Regions from separate parts of the Macaca mulatta genome. Here region 2 is linked to region 1. Evidence: chromatin contacts called from public Hi-C data. All regions are on one chromosome and are shown on one strand. The core of a region is the stretch at or near the end of the contact, and the rest is flanking DNA. Distances in the headings are between cores, read along the strand shown. Region 1 holds the start of NUP50 (nucleoporin 50). Region 2 holds the start of PHF21B (PHD finger protein 21B).

Region 1 (5,480 bases), core at 2,069-4,568:
CATTCAGCTCCAACATGTGGATGATTAATCACTTCTGCTTGCACTGATTCCTCCCTCCTCGGAATGCAGAGCAATTTTTGCCTCTGTCGTCATTAGCTGGTGATGTCTCTTGATGGTTTTATTATTTAATTGGCTAATTTTGTTCTCAGAAAAAAAATATGCTTTTACAATTCACAGTATCTTTTTTTAACATACTATATATTGTTACTTTTTTAGTGTCCATAAAGCCTCAAGAAAAAATAAATAACAGCATTAGAAAACTTAGCCATTAGTTTTAATCTTTCTGCACTGAAGCCTAAAATATGAAAAAATACGAAAAATACAAGTTGTGAAAGTTTCTGAGTGTCCAGTAGATTGGAATTTCTAGGACAAAATAAGTCATGTGCTCTGCCCAAAGCCTCAGGGCAATCCAGCTGAATCCCAGTTTAAGAAGTCTGTTGCAGAGCCAAATGTGTTCATACTGAAAGAGATTCAGTCTAGAATCTATGAATGGGCACAGGGAGTCCCTGACCTCTGGGCAACATTCCCAAAAGCCTACTGGAAATCATAAATCTAACTCATAATAAAACTGCTCTGGCTAAAACACAGCTCTTTGCTTTTAGCCAGAATTACAGGAACTCAGTTCAATATTAGTGACGGTCTGGAAGCCGAAATCTCTGAATGTCCGCTACACTTTTGTATTTTTGTTCCTTTAAGCCTCAGTGGGGGTGAAAGTTATATTTCTGATCAGTAAAGAAAAAAAATGGAACTGAATTACCATTTCACAAATATTTTATTTATGTTGAGACAAGGTCTTGCTCTGTCACCCAGGCTGGAGTGCAGTGGTGCAATTACAGCTCACTACAGCCTCGACCTCTCCGGGTTAAGCAATTCTCCCACGTCAGCCCTCCCAAGTAGCTGGAACTACCACATGCCACCATGCCCAGCTAATTTTTATAGTTTTTGTAGAGATGGGGTTTTGCCACGTTGCCAAGGCTGGTCTCAAACTACTGGGGTCAAGCGATCTGACCATGTTGGCCTCCCAAAGTGCTGGGATTACAGGCGTGAGCCACCGTGCCTGGCCTGTTTTTCAAAAATTTTCCATAGTTTTTTGACGAGACGAGGTCTCATTATGTTGCTCAGGCTGGTCTCCCAACTCCTGGGCTCAAGCAATCCTCCTGCCTTGGTCTCCCAAAGTGTTGGGATTACAGGTGTGAGCCACCACGCCTGGCCAAAAATTTTACTGTAAAATATTTTAAAACAAGAATTAGAAAAATATTAGCTTTAGAAAAAAATGAAAATCTTTTGAGGTGTTTAGGAAAGCTCCAAGGAACTTAAAAACAACTGATACTATCTTATTTAACAGTCCATTTACTCAGCCCATACTGTGTGCTTTACCTAAGTGTTCACATTTAATCTCTACAACCAAATGAAAGTACATAATATACTCTCACTTTACAGATGAAGAAACTGAGCTCAGAGTTCAGTTTGTCCAAGGCTGTCAAGCTGGGAAGTGATATGGCCAGGAGATTAACTCCAAAGCCCCACTGCCAGGCAGAAAACAGAACATTTCCTGTTTTCATTCCTTATCAGTAGGAGCAAAGTGTAGTTCTGTAAGCTTCCTGTTGGGTGTTTTCTGGTAAATCGTAACAAGAATGACTCCAGGTCAAGGTTTAAGCCTACCTAAAATGCAGGCCAGAACACAGCTAGAATACAGCAATATTATCTTGCAATTTTCTTTACTAGGTTAAACTGGACTTGAATGATCTGAGACATTTATGACTTGATCACTGTGGCAAAACGGAGACAAAGCTGGCTCCTGGCATAGACCTCTAACAGCAGAAAGAAAGGCAGGATCACATCACCATGGACTCGTTTGGAATTAGGTCAAGTAGGTAAACTGACATGTCTGGATATTTATTTACTGAACATGATGACAATGACCCAACCTAACAACCATCAAAATCCTTCGGCTCTCAGGGGTTAAGCAAATTGAAAGGGATTTTTGAAAGGCAGAGTATAGGAAAAAAGTGGCTAACACCTTTGGAGCAGTATTTCATAACCTGAGACTTGAGCTTCATTAAAAGTAACCAAATTCAATGGAGGTAGATGTCTGCGTGCAAAGTGCCTCCATTCTCCTGAGTTATAGCCAGTTTAAAGTTGTCATTTTAGTCAGCAGTGAAATCCATCCAGAAAGGCTCAAGTCAGCTACAGTGCTATTATAGACATAAATCTTTTTTATTTGTATTAGAAAAGCATCAGTTATTTCATGCTACAATGCGTAATTAAGAATTAAATGTGTTCATTATTTTGCTTACCCTTACAATAAGATATTTAGGGTTACAGGAACAGATTAATAATGTTAACAAACCCAGGACTTAACAGACCCAGGAAACATTTTGATGTCGCCGTATCTGTTAGTCCAAACTGCACCATTTTCTAAGCCCCCCGCTATTTCGCAGACACTGGTCAAAGTGAAACATTCCACACGGGTTCGGGCCGCGGTGGTGGCACCTGAAATCCCAACTACTCGGGAGGCTGAGGCAGGAGAATCGCTTGAACCCAGGGGACGGAGGTTGCAGTGAGCCAAGATCGCGCCACTTCAATCCAGCCTGGGTGACAAAGCTCAGTGCCCAGGACGCACTAAGGGATCTCAGGGGCTGAAAAAAAAACAGAAGAGAAGCCACGCGACGCAAAATCAAATGTCAGCGAACGAGGGGTCCTTTAACAGGCGGTCCACACGTCCCCTCCTGGCGCCGAGACCCAGCCGCTCCGGGCCACCCCGGCCAGGTACGGCCAGCCCCGGGGCGGGGCCTCCTGACGTGAAGCGATCCCACTGGCACCTCACAGGATTCCCGAGGGTCGCGGGCGGCCTCTCCTCAGCCCTGCAGCTCCCACACACGGACACCGCGAGCCTCGGCCATGTCCACTGACCGACCTTCCTCGCCGCAGCTCCTCGCGCATGGCCGGCCCCTTAGCAGCGACTAGCGCGAGAACAGCCTGGAAGACGCGCAGCCAGCCCCACGTGAGCCGAACACCCCAAGCCGCCGCTGCCGGCGCCGGCTCCGCGATTAAGGTCGGCGCGTGCGCGCTTGCGCGAGACGGGCACGCTCAGCCCGGCGCCGGTTTCTAGGGAGCTGGGCGCATGCGCCGCGTGAGGGGCCCGGCCGGCGGAAGGAGGTGCTGTTACCGGAGGTCCCGGCGCGCTTGCGCAGTAGCTGAACGCGGGCGTTTCTTTCCTCCCTTTTTTTCGAATTGGTTTTGGGGGTAGATTCGAGTTACAAAATGGCCGCCCGGAGCGTGTTCGGCGCGGTTACTACGGCGGTCTCGGGCTGAACCGGCTCTCTCGCCTCCCTGCCGAACACAGCGTGAGGAGCTCCCCCTCCCCGGGGACATGGTGTTTGAGTCTCTGGGCTTGCCGAGCACCAAGTCCTCTGAGGCCCTCAGGGCAGCACCGGAAGCGGCCGAGCGCGCTCAGCCAGACGACCACTAGTACGCTCCAGACCCCAGCGCCGCCGCGCCCCGGGTTTCGCCGCACCCAAGACCTAGCGAGTGCTGCGGCAGCGGCCGAGGAGGTGAGGGGCGGCGGCTGGCGCAGGAGGGGAAGGGGCTGAGGGCGGGAGCCTGGTGCTGAGAGCCCAGGACCGGTAGGGCGGGAGCGGGCTCGGGCCTGGGAGGGGAGTGCTAGTGCAGGGCTGGGGACTGGACCCTGGGGAGAGGGGTGAGGGCTCAGGGCCGGGGGACGGGCCCCTGGGGAGGGGTGCGGGGCCGGGGACGGGCCCATGGGGAGGGGTGCGGGGCCGGGGGACCAGACCCTGGGGAGGGGCTGGAGGACGGGACACTGGGGAGTGGGGTACAGGGCTAGGGGCCGGGACCCTAGGGAGGGAGCCTGGGTCGGGCGCGCGTGCCGGGCGGGGCGCGTGGGTGGGCAGCGACGGGTGGAGGGTGGGGTGGGATGACAGCGGCGACGCAGCGTGGGCTGTTTGTGAAGCGGGCCCTGGGCCTCGCCAGGCTGCGGCGTCCGACTTGAGTGAGGCTCGCCCCTGCGGCCCCGGAGGAGGTAGGGGGCTGGCAGGGCTGTCCTGGCGTGGTGGTCTCCGTTTCCTTCCTAGCGATTCCTCTCGATTCTCCTCTCCCCCTGGCCACCCCTCGTCGCTTTTCTCCTGGGCCCATTACCTCTCTGGCCTAGCTTCACTTTCTTACTGCGTTCCCGGGTCATTGATCACCCATTTGCTCGGTTCCATTAAGAAACAGTTTGGAGATTCGGTATTTCTGTCTCCTTAGTTGGCCCGCTTGTTCTCTCCCTTCAACAAGGCACCTCACTATTAAGTATAACGAAATCCGTGTTTTCGTTTTAAGCTGATGTTGACAAGTTGAGCTCCAAGGGCAGAGCTACACCAGATGCCAGAGACCACATAACTATATCAGGCACAAATAATGTTTTTTCCAGTTTGCCTAGACTTTCAGTCTCCTACCACGTTGCTTCATACCTAGAAATCATGTCGAATTTGGTGGTTTTTTACCCACAAGCGCAGACGCTTTTTAAATTCCCTTTTATTGATTGTTTGGTTGAGACTGGGTCTTGCTTTGTCACCAGGCCGGAGTGTAGTAGTAGCTCACTGTAGCCTCAAGCTCCTGGGCTCAAGTGATTCTCCTGCCTCAGCCTTCCAGGTAGCTGGGACCACAGGTGTGCGCCACTACGCCCGGCTAATTTTTTATTTCTATTTATTCATCTAATCTATGTCTATCTTTATTTTTGTAGCGACCAAGTTGGTTTCCGTCTCCTGGCTTCAAGTGATTCTTCCGCCTCCCTTAAGTTCTTCATAATAGTAGCTAGACATAAGGCCAGGTGGCAGGCCTTGTTCAGAATATTTTACAGAGGGTTCCCCCCCGCCCCCCACTTGTAGCATAGAAGTAAAATGTATTGTCTGAAGTGTCATGCTTTGAAATAAAATAGGGATTAGGTAAAATGTTTTTAAAAGTCTGGTTTGTAATCCAAGTTATTCTTCCATGCTACAACTTTTACGTTTTGGAGGAAAAATGGTAGTTTATAGCCTTTGCTTCTAATAACACTTGTTTGTTTAATAATTTATTAAGCCCGTCCTCTGCTCCAGGCAGTGTTCTAAGCCAATCTTTGTTTATCTTAACTTTCTTAATACTTCCTGTTCCACAGATGAAGAAACTGAGGCACAAAAATTAAATATAACTTGCCCAAGTTCTCACAGCTAGAAAATGGCAAAACTGGGACGCCAGATCTTTCAGTATTTTTTGAAATACTTTATGCAATACCCCAGCTCATTGATCTAATGATAGACAGAACACCTGCTGTTTGAGCTGGGCGCTGTTGGGACATTTGGAGTATATCTGTAAACAAAACAAAGATCCCTGCCTTTTGGTTATATACTGATTTGGTGAGTGTGTTAGGACGTGGAAGCCCCTACATTTATTTAGACTATTTTGCTGTGCCACCTGTCTCTTCATTGTGGGTATGAGTTAGAAGG
Region 2 (5,480 bases), core at 1,778-4,277, 140 kb before region 1:
CATCAAAGCAATCAAAATGGTAATGCCGGGCCTGGGTCCCCTCCCCCCGCCAACTCCACGACTTCGCCGGGACCGCGCGCCGGGCCCCCCCCTCCGGCGGGAATGGAAGCTTCCACTCCCGGACGGGGGCGCGCGGCCGGGTGCGGGGGGGCCGCGGCACCGACAGAAAGGGGTTAGTGCATTCGTCCCAGGCCTCCCGTCCAGCCCGGCGGCCCAGACCAGGCGCCGGCCCGCGGCACTGCCATCTTCCTTTCAGCAAGCCCGGGCCCCCCCACCGTTACTCGCGCACGCCCCCTCCCATCACTTTTTAACTTTAAAGACTCGACACGAACGCCCGGCCTCCGAATTCTCCTTCGCCAGGGTCACCGGCAGCCGCTCCAACCTCTTCCACTTTTCTCCCCTACGCCAGAAAATCCCTCGGGGGAGGGGGCGTCCGATGGGGCGGCCCGGGCTGGGGTGGGAGCGCGGGGGCCGGCCCGGGCGGGGGCGCACGGGGGCGGGTCCGGAGCTGTCCAAGTTTGGCGCTGGCGGCTGCGGCCGGCATTCCGAAGGAAGCGCGATCGATGGCCGGGGGCGCGGCGCGGGCGGGGGCGCGGCGCGGGCGGGGGCGGGGCGCGCGGAGGGAGGGAGAGAAGGGGCAGCGGAGGGAGGGGCGCCACCGCCCCCGTCCCCGCCAGCGCGGTGCCCCCAGCGCGCCATTGGCTGCGCCGCTCAAAGTTCCCGGCTCCGGGCTGCGCGGGGAAGGGGCGGGCGTGCGAGTGCGGGGAGGGGGCGCGGCGGGGGAGGGGCAGCGGGGGAGGGGCAGCGGGGGAGGGGCGGGAGCCAGGGGGCGGGGGCGCGCGGCCGGCCGGGCTCCGGCGGCGGCATCTGTTCGTGGTGCTGAAACCCCGAGCGCTGAGCTCAGCGCAACTAAGTCACAATGGACAACTTTTCCTCCCCGGAGGGGGCCGGGAGGGGGGTGGGCGGCCGCGCCCCCGCCGCGGGGGAGCTTCTCAGGTGTCCCCAACTACACCTAACGCCCAGAGCCCAAAGTTGGAGCAGAACTGGGGGGTCCCGGGGGCGCCTTTCTTTTGTTCCCCGGGAGCTGGCGTCAGGTTCCAAGAATAAAAAGTGAAGCTGGGGAAGTGGAAGGTCGGGGGGAGCCTCGAGGAACGATTGCAAAACGAGGTTTGCCACGGAACCCAGAAATCGCTCCCAAGGAGTTTGGTGTCCAGGCCCCCACGGTCGCCCCCCTCCGCCCCCACGGCCGCCTCAGCGCAAAACGGGGGACTCCGAGCCGGGAGAAATCGCCACGTTCCAAAAACATGTCCACCACCTCAAAATGGACGCCGGGCCGCGCGCCGCCTTTTAAGTGAGCTCCTCTCTTCGGCCCCCGCCGGGCCGGCTCTCCCCGCCGCCTCGGAGAACCCAGCTCTTTCTTTCCAGGAAAGGGGAGGGGTGGGGAACTTTAAGAACTGGAGACAGACCCCTCTGGGAGTATGAGCGTGCGGCACCCAGGCTGGCACTTTTTAGGGCGCCGCCAAAGTGCCCGGCTACCCTCCCGCCCCATCCCGGGGGGGGGGGGCGCGATCCCCTCGCTTACTTGTTTGTCGCTGAGCGCGGCGATCCGCGGCTGCCTTTCGTGGAGCTGCTTCTTGAGGTCGCCGTTCTGCGGAAACACGGAGGAGCGGGCTCAAGCCGGCCGCCCGGGGTCAGGTGCGCCCCAGCCCCGCGGGCCGCGGTACCCCCCGCCCGGAGCCCCGCGAGCGGGACAGGCCGCAGCGTACCCCAAGTTTCCCGGGCGGCGTCCCGCACGCGCGGCGGCCGGGCAGTGCCGCGCGGGGCCGCTTACCTGTGGCTGCCGCCTCATCGGGGCAGCTCGCGGGGCGGGGCGGGGGCCGAGGCCACCCGGCGGCGCGCCCCGAGCCGTGCAAGTTTGCAGGCCGGGGTGCGTGTGCGAGTGAGTGTGAGTGTGTGCCGGGGGAGGGGGGAGGAACAAAGAGCCAAGTAAACACGGCGAGTCCGTGTCGAGCAAAGCTCATAAATATTCAAGTCGCGTCCTAATCTCCCCAACACACACACGCGCACGCCGAGCCCCGCTCAGGCTCCGGCCGCCACGCCGCCGCTCGCCAGCAGCGATCGCCAAAACTACTTACGCCCACCGGGCAGGTTCGCCCCGGGCGCGGGGCCCGAGGGGAGGCCGGAAAGGGGGCTGTTCGCACTCCCCTCCCCTGGGCCGGCTCACGAAGGGGCCCCCTCCAGGCACCCTCCCAGTCATGTAGACCCTACATCGCTTAAGAGAAGACGCCAGACTCGGGTCCCGCGCGCCCTCGATCCCCCACACTGTGCAGGACAGCGCCGGGGGCGGGCGAAGGGGAGCCCAGAAGGGGGTCTGCGCGTGTGATCACTCCCTCGCCCCCCGCCCGGGGCAAACTCCAGCCTGGAAGATCCTGAGACCGGGAAGAGAGGACGACGGGCTCGGGTCCCCCAACCCCCTCGCCCCGCAACACACTCCCCGGCCCCGAGCCCGGCCCCCGGCCACCTACCTGGTGGCGCGCGAGTTCCACGGCGAGCGCCTCGGGCCGGCTCTGCAGCTCCATCCCGGCAACTTGGGCAGCACTTTGCGCTCACTTTGGCCCGGGCTCCCGGGAAGTTGCGCGGCTTCGCGGGAGCCAGAGCGGGCGCGGGCGGACACGGCCTCCGGGCTCGGTGGGGGGGACACGAGCCCCCTCCCCCACGGCCGAAAGGGAAGGGGGCTGGCGAGGGGGAAGAAAGGCTTCCGGGCGCCGCGGCGCCGAGCCCGCGGCTGCCCCAACTCCTCAGGCTGCCCGGCAAGTTGCGCCGGGTCCCCGGGCTGCCGGCGCGGCCCGGCGCATGGCCCCCCGGCGCCGGGAGCCCCGCGCAGCCCCGCGCGCGCCCGCCCAGCCGCCGCCGCCGCCTCCCGCGCGAGCCTCCAGCCGGCAGGGACTATATTTCCTCCGGCGCGCGCGCCTGGATCTCGCTGGGCCTCGGCAAAGTTGTGCCTCGGCACGATGCTAATTCGGCAGTGCCCGGATGGAGCGGGCCGGGGCGGCGGGGGGCGGTGCCGGGACCCTCCGCCCGCTGCGCCCCGCCCCGCCCGCGCCTGCGCACTGCCGCCCCGCCGCGGCCCGGAGCCCCGAGCGGAGAACAAAAGTGGTGGCGGACGGAGACGCACGCTCGGGGGCTCCGGGGGCCGCTCGTGCCGGCGCTCGGAGAGGGGCGACCGCGGGGTCTTCCTCTCTGTCCCCAGGTCCATCCCGGGGGACGCGGTGCCCTCACCCCCTGCGCTGTTAACGCCGAGTTGAGGACACTTTCCGCTGGGAGGCTGCGAGTCCGTGTTTCCATTTCTCTCTCTGGTCCTCGGCTCCCTCCTTTCCCCGCTCCTCCGCCTCCCTCTGCTATTTTATTTAAATTCTTCCACCCCTCCTGTCCATACCAGCGCCGCGACTTGGGAGATAAAATTAGTCGCGTCGCAACATTCCCCCGCCGCCTGATGGCCTCCGTGTTGTTTAAACAGCAAGAAAATTGATCTCTTGGCTCTTCCTTTAATGGTTTTTTTTTTTTTTTTTTTTTTTTTTTTTAACACTCACAATTAAACTCTCAACAGATGTCACTGGACTTTTTAAGACTGTTAAGAGTCGTAAACAGGCCCGGTCAATGCGACCTAAAACAATTATAACTACAGCTGCGGAGATCGCGTTTCAGAACCCCCAGCCCCGCAGCCAGGAGGTTAATGTCCCAGAGTCACTGTCAACCACCTCGGGGCTGCCATCTTCATTCAGGTCGGAGTGCCGGGTGCCCAGTTGGCAGCAACTGGCACGTTTCAAACACGCTGGGGAGAAAGGGTGCCATCATAAGTCAAAGTAAACTTTTAAGCTGTTAAGTCGTTTTAACTTCAGATTCATCTCCGGCAGCACAAAAAATACCCAAGCAAGCACTATCGACATATGTCCCTTTCAACATATGCCAACAGGTCACACATTTCTTTTGTTGGCAGAAGTTATTGGAATTCCCCCTTTTCTTTCTTTCTTTCTTTTTTTTTTTTTTAAGAGAGGACCCCAGTGTTGTTCTGCTCTCTGTTAGGGCATTTGTCATAAATTATGTGCTTGGGACCCCCAAATACAGATGGCCCCTCATCCCATAACCCAGCACCCTTAACCCAAATTAGTTAACAGAAACTTGCAAACAGCGCTTTAAGACTCCACAGGAGGCCGGCCGGAGTGGTGGCTCACGCCTGTAATCTCAGTATTTTGGGAGGCTGAGGTGGGCATATCACGAGGTCAGGAGTTCGAGACCAGCCTGGCCAACATGGTGAAACCTGCTCTCTACTAAAAATACAAAAAATTAGCCAGGCGTGGTGGCGCAAGCCTATAATTCCAGCTACTCCGGAGGCTGAGGCAGGAGAATTGCTTGAACCCGGGAGGCAGAGGTTGCAGTGAGCCGAGATTGCACCACTGCACTCCAGCCTGGGCAACAGAGCAAGACTCCGTCTCGGAAAAAAAACGAACAGAAAAGACTCCACAGGAGAAGCCACTACCCTCTGGCCAGCATCTGCCTGAATCTGTGTGAGCTGAAGACAACCTGAATATCCTCTGTTGATTTAATTATGTGGGTTAATACGTGGATTATGGTAAGGATCATGTACATGCCCCTCTGTTTTTTGCATAGTTACTCATTTCCTGTGTGTGTCTCACTCTGTCATGCAGGCTAGTGTGCAGTGGTGAAATCATAGCTCACCACAGCCTCCACCTCCCCTGCTCAAGGAATCCTCCTACCTCAGCTTCCCAAGTAGCTGGGACCACAGGCACATAAGCCATTACCGGTTAATGTGGATGCAAAACTAGCCCGTGTTTGAAGTGGTCGTGATCCCTTTGGTTTTGCCCCAAGCAAGGAGAAGCAGGGCTCCTCAAATGCAAAACAGAGACGCTGACTCGGGGTGCTGCAAGAGGTATCCACTCCTCCCGCTTCTGGGTTTAGCCCGGGTCAGGGCGGCGGCCTCCCTCCTTCGTGCTTTTGCTGGGCTGAACACCAGCCCAGGAAAGTGGACTGCCCTGGAGACCAGTGCTTGGAGAGCCAGAGAGAAATCGTGCAGAAAGAGGATTCCTACTGTAATCTCTGTAAATGCCACTGGCTTCTTGGTAAAAATTCTGAGTAATTTTATCAGCCACGTAGGTAATTAAATCAACAGAGGATATTCAGGTCGTCTTCAGCCCACACAGACTCAGGCTGATGCTGGCTGGAGGATAGTGGCTCCCACTATGGAGTCTTAAAGCACTGTTTGCAAGTTTCTGTTAACTAATCTGGGTTACAGTTACATCTACTGCCCTTCTGTTTTTTTGCATACTCACTTCCTGAGTGAGTCTGTCACACAGGCTGGCTCACAGTGGCTCTATCGTTGGCTTACCACAGCCTCCACCTCCTGTGCCGAAGCAATCCTCCCACCTCAGCCTCCCAAGTAGCTGGGACCATAGGCACACCAC

Evidence for each region. A called contact is a pair of places that touch in the nucleus more often than the background predicts.
Region 2: a contact with region 1 is called in a Hi-C map of fetal cortical plate, with 2.1 times the contacts expected there. The contact joins the promoter of PHF21B here to the promoter of NUP50 in region 1. A contact is called at or near these places in 2 of 14 Hi-C or Micro-C datasets (fetal cortex germinal zone and fetal cortical plate).

What each region holds. Positions count from the first base shown.
Region 1 is chr10:6,327,577-6,333,056 of T2T-MMU8v2.0, reverse strand. NUP50 (nucleoporin 50) reads left to right here and starts at 3,318. Exons shown (of 8, transcript NM_001265689.2): 1 at 3,318-3,554. LOC144331605 (a long non-coding RNA gene) reads right to left here and starts at 3,037. Exons shown (of 2, transcript XR_013398900.1): 1 at 2,828-3,037; 2 at 2,204-2,639.
Region 2 is chr10:6,463,421-6,468,900 of T2T-MMU8v2.0, reverse strand. It overlaps PHF21B (PHD finger protein 21B), which reads right to left and starts at 3,027. Exons shown (of 13, transcript XM_028827608.2): 1 at 2,526-3,027; 2 at 1,583-1,648. The coding sequence starts at 2,579.